Linked DNA regions of Sus scrofa: region 2 is linked to region 1. A link is a contact called in public HiChIP or PLAC-seq data. All regions are on one chromosome and are shown on one strand. The core of a region is the stretch at or near the end of the contact, and the rest is flanking DNA. Distances in the headings are between cores, read along the strand shown.

What was found. HiChIP or PLAC-seq counts read pairs in DNA pulled down with a chosen protein or histone mark.
Region 2: a contact with region 1 is called in an H3K27ac HiChIP or PLAC-seq map of skeletal muscle, with 18 times the contacts expected there. The contact joins the promoter of TAMM41 here to the enhancer-like site in region 1. A contact is called at or near these places in 1 of 5 promoter capture datasets (liver), 24 of 47 Hi-C or Micro-C datasets (adipose tissue, alveolar macrophages, embryonic fibroblasts and 14 more) and 2 of 2 datasets of contacts at active chromatin or transcription factors (alveolar macrophages and skeletal muscle).

The regions. Positions count from the first base shown.
Region 1 is chr13:67,502,733-67,505,334 of Sscrofa11.1, reverse strand. The region is part of intron 17 of ATG7 (autophagy related 7); the gene reads right to left. Among named protein-coding and RNA genes, the nearest start is that of ATG7, 86 kb to the right of the region's middle. Within about 2 kb of position 1,289, at least 44 of the 83 cell types and tissues checked have an H3K27ac peak or open chromatin away from gene starts, as enhancers often do. A contact at or near this core is called in adipose tissue, alveolar macrophages, epiblast stem cells and 7 more, where this site is marked.
Region 2 is chr13:67,982,221-67,984,822 of Sscrofa11.1, reverse strand. It overlaps TAMM41 (phosphatidate cytidylyltransferase, mitochondrial), which reads left to right and starts at 1,297. Exons shown (of 8, transcript XM_003132370.4): 1 at 1,297-1,722. The coding sequence starts at 1,588.

The sequences.
Region 1 (2,602 bases), core at 40-2,539:
GGACGTGATTTGCATTCTCTGATGATCAGCAGCTCTACTGCCTGCTAATTTGTGCCCCATTCAGGGTCTCTCATCAGCCTGCACACCAACCTCCTGGAGATGCCAGGAGTGGCCTCTACAAAAAGCCAGAAAAGGGGTCTGGCTGGCCTCACAGAACTCAGCACCATCCCAGGAACCAGGAAAAGACCACTTACTTTCTTCCTTTTCTTTCTTCTTTCTGTCTGTCTGACTGTCAATAAAAGATCCCACTTGTTAGCAGCAGAGAAAAAAATAGCATGCTAAGATTTACAATGAAAAAGTATTCTCTACTTTTCTCTCAAGGTGTTCAGAGTGAGGAGAAGCTTGCCTCTGTGTGGGAAGGAGGTGATGATAAGTGGAACCATGAGGGGGGCAGCGGGGAGGCTCAATAACATTTCATTTTGATCTGTGTGCCAGGCAGGTGAATGGTGTTCATTTTGTGATAATCCAAGATATATACTTAATGATTTAAGTGTGATTTTCTGTGTTTTATATACAGATAAAAATGGCAAATTAAAGATATTCCCGAAGTTCCCGTCGTGGCGCAGTGGTTAACGAATCCGACTAGGAACCATGAGGTTGTGGGTTCGATCCCTGCCCTTGCTCAGTGGGTTAACGATCCGGCGTTGCCGTGAGCTGTGGTGTAGGTTGCAGATGAGGCTCGGCTAGGATCCAGCATTGCTGTGGCTCTGGCGTAGGCTGGTGGCTACAGCTCCGATTGACCCCTAGCCTGGGAACCTCCATATGCCGCAAGAGCGGCCCAAGAAAATGGCAAAAAGACAAAAAAAAAAAAGATATTCCCTTTATAGAGAGAAAGTGGCTTATACACATCACTGCCCACTTGCAGAATCCCATTCACGTACACTGGGCCAGAGACTTTTATAAAAAGAACAAACCTAGAGGCCTATTTTCTCACCTTCAAATGGTTTTTTCCCACAGTTTTCAAATTCGGTAACAGATTTTCTTTTCAGGCTGAGTATCACTGAATTTCAGGGCCTCATCAAGCCTGTTTCTGCATGTGCCAATCTCTGGATGGGCCAAATTCTGCCTATGGCCCCAAAGGAAGAAGAGCAACTAAGTCATCCTCAGGCCTCAGGCCTGATGCAGAGGAGAGCACAGGCTGAGGTCCTCTTCCCACATTACAAAAGGAGTTGCTGGTGGGGGTGGCATGTGACTCCCCGGCCAAGGACAAGCACTATTCTACCACGGCTCATTCTACAGGGGCCAAGTAATAAGCACTGTCCTTCGGGCAGGTGAGGAAAAAAAAAAAAAAAAGCCCAGGGAGCGTCACAGGCCCCTCTCTGGATACAAAGCACACAAAGGGGTTTACCAAGTTCCACTGCAGCAGGAAGTCATTTGTCAGGAGAGCCAGGAAGAGGAGGGGGGGAGGTGCTGAGTCTGCATTGCAACACAGCCCAGTGTTTTTGTGGAAACGACATCCTGCTAATCAAAACACAGTCGCATAAATGGACTCACTCCATTTCAGAAAAGAGAGAAATAAAAGAAATGTAAAGCCTATAAAAAGGTACCACACAACCCTGATTAATTTTAAAGTTCTTTCTCTGCTGTCGTTTTTAGAAAGTAGCTAAAAATAAAGGCTTGAAACTTGAAATAATGTAAGCAAGTAATCACACACACACTGGGCTTTTTCCATATATGGCTGCATTATTCTTCAGCCTTTGAAAAGGCCAAATGAAGAGATGGCCAACAACCAAAATAATCCTTCAGACACTTAACAACGAGGAGAAAGAACCAGAAGAGCGGGTGAATGACAAACAGTTGCAAGGCTCAATGGGGGTAAATAACATGACAGGGATTAGTTGCCATAGTACTTTAAAAACATGGGCACATGCATTTTGACACTGAACCCCTTCTATAAAGGGACTGATTTGCTCTCTGGCCTCAGCACTGAGAAAACTACAACTGCAGTAATTTAACATAAAAGACTTAAAGAAGGAAACCAGTGCAGGGGCATGACTGAAAATTTAATTAAGGCCCTTCTCTGTATGAAATCTGTAAAGGAGAGGAGGGCACATCTCAAGGGCAGAAGGAGGGAAGGAGATGAGAGACATGCAAAAAGGGGAAGAGGCAAGGGATTCAAATGAGCACATCAACTGCACAGGTTGGCTCTGGAGGACAGCTCCTGTGATGGAGGTTATGACAGTGTCTGCTGGGTCCTACTTGAAATGTCTCTGCAGAAGAGATTAACACATTCATTTCAAATAAATGACACACTGGAAAAGTCACATTTGTCTTGTGTTTCCTGGTTTACAAAAAGCCTCATCAAAGACAATTCTGGACGCAAGGCAAAGCACCGGCTTTTACTGATAGGACACTGAGGCTGAGGGAGGGTCAGTGACCTAACACAAGTCTATGATGGGCGGCTCAGGAGTAGCAATTCAAAGTCAGCTCTCCTGATATGCAGGCTGCACTATTTCCAGTCATAAAACCTCAGGAGAGCACTGGTCAGAGGGCCAGGTTTAGGTGTAGATGTCGGCATATTCACTACCTCTCTCTGTGACCATGGACAAGCAATCTCCCTTCTTCTGAGTCAGACCCTCAAGTGGAAAATGACAGGCCAGGC
Region 2 (2,602 bases), core at 48-2,547, 480 kb before region 1:
GGGTGTCCAGCTTTATCACTGCACATTACATGCTGGGTTTGCTTGTCTGTCTCCTACGAGCCTGCCAGGAGCAGCCTTGTTCTAGTCATCTCAAATCCTCAGCACTTATCCAGAGTTTGAATTCCAATAATCATTTTTCAATTGAATTAATCCCAGTCCTGCCTCTATCACCCCAGGCCAGGCAATTTAATTCACAGTGAAACTATGGTAACGGCTTCCTAACTGGTCCCTGCCTCTTCTTTCCCCACTCTGATCCGAGCCAACCTTTGAGCCTTGACAGCTTCCTGCTCAAAACTGTTCAAGGACAGAGTAGAATTCTAAGATGTGGAGCCAGCATTTTCATTCCAGATTTGCCACAGGCTGATGTGATCCCAAGCACATTGTTTTATCCAACACTTAGCTTCTTCATCTGTAAAATGAAGGCAATCACCTCCTTCCACAAGGCAGCAGAGGGAACCCATGAAAAAATGCCTGGGAAATGGTTCAACATTACCCAAATTTAGCTATTACTACTCTGTTATGGTTGAGAGGCCATGTACATCAGGGAAGAAGGAAAGGATATCTGAAAAGTCTCTGTCCGGGAGGTCATACTACATCCTGAATGGCCCTGTGGCCCCGAGCAAGTTTCTCTAATTGTACACAAAGAGGCAAGCTCTCACCTGGGATCCTGTTTCCACCAGAAACTGCATTTAATATGCCCTTTTGTGAGTCCAATCCACAAGGCAAAGGACCAAAGGCTCTCCACCCCATTAAAATTCAATACAAACATCAGAGACCCTTGGTGCAGTTTTTTGTTTGATTTTTACCATTTATGGAGCACTTTCATGCCTGTTATCGTGTTTGAAGGAGGGCTTTAATGGGCAGAAAGCACAACCAAATCTTAACAGTGATAATATCTGGATGGTGGGATTGGGCATGATTTTAATCTTATTTGTGTTTTCCTAAGCTTTGAAAATGTTGCAGTTTTGGAGCTGGATGAACCATGGTTGCACAACACTGTAAATGTACTAAATGCCACTGAATTGTAAAGCATATGTTTTTATGTTATGTGCATTTCACCCCATCAAAAAGACCTTTTTAAACGCTACACCATGACCTTATACCCATATTTTAAATGTGGTTTGAGGCAAGAACAAAAAAGTACTTTTAAGGCTCAAAAACCGTTCAATCAGCTGTCACTCTTCCCTACCCAAGACAAATCCCAGGCGGCCAGCCTGCAGCCCGCTCCTCCCGCCACCAGGGGTCTCTGCGAAGGCTTCGCGTCGCCATCCACTGGCAGGTGTCCGCTCTTGCGCCATCCCAAGATGGAGCACGTGTGCGTGGGGGAGGCGTGGCCCACGTGGCCGCTGGACCGGCTGGGCCAGCGCCCACCTGGTTCTCTAGTAGGTGCTTTCCAGCCTGCTCCGGGACTGGAGTACCCCCGCGAGTCCCTGCCGGCCACGCCACTTCCTGCCCCCGGCCTCAGCCTTCTCCTGTTCTGACCAGTCCTCGACTTCCATCTCCCACCCTTAGCGGGTATCAGTTCCTCGCCCTGCTGTCCTTCGCTCCCCTCCCCGCCAAGGGTCCCTGTCGCTGAGCCCCGGCCCCATGGCGCTGCAGGCGTTGCAAAGCTCCGGGGTGACCTTCCGCAAGATCCTGTCTCACTTCCCCGAAGAGCTGAGCCTGGCTTTCGCCTACGGTTCTGGAGTGTACCGCCAGGCGGGGCCCAGCTCAGACCAGAAGGTGAGCCCGGGCCAGCCCCACGCCAGAATATTCTCACTACTTTCCTTTGCCTTCAGTCCCTCTAAGAGCTCTCCTGTCTGCTCTGCGCATTCCACGCACCAACTAGCGAAATACAAATCGTACGAAAGTGCTTCTGGTAGAAAGACAGCGTGAGCCGAGTTTTGAAGGTTCCGTAGGAGTCCACTTCGGTCTAGAGCAGGAGCTGCAGTTAGCGGAGGGAAAAGCTGGTGCCGGGGCAGGATGGAAGAAAGGAAAATAAGTATTTGCCAGTGTTCTCACGCTTGCGTGAACATTAGAGTTTTCTGGGAAGCTTTAAAAAAATGCTGATGTTCTGGGTACCATTTACGGAGATTTCAGATTTAATTGGTCTGGGTCAAGCCCTGGGCTTCAGGAATTTTTTAAAACTTCCCAGGTGATTCTAATACGCAGCCAAGCTTGAGAGTCACGTCTCTGTCTGTAAAGAGAAAATACTAAATACTTCTCTGGACTTTAGGAAGCTGGTGGGCTGAATGGAGGGTCAGGGCAGGTGCAGTGACTAACTACAGCAAGAGTTAGTGGCCAGTTTGTTCGCCCAGCCTCAGGACTTTTAGCGAGAGTGTTTAGGATTAGACATTGTTATTCTTCAAAGCTGACTGAGCACAACAGCAGTTGAGGGTACAGTGTTTCTTAAGATTGTAGATTTCTTTTTCTGTAAATGGAAAAAAAAGAAAAAAAGTTCACTGAGAAGATTCAAGGCCAAGTAGCATAGAGGCAGGCAAATATTTTCCACTTAAGTGAGGCTGTTATTTGCCTGCTGAGGTTTTCAGAGGCTTTTGAGCTTTTACTGAATTAACATAAAAGGAACACGAGTCCCGGTAGAGATGTTCTCTGTGTGTGCAAC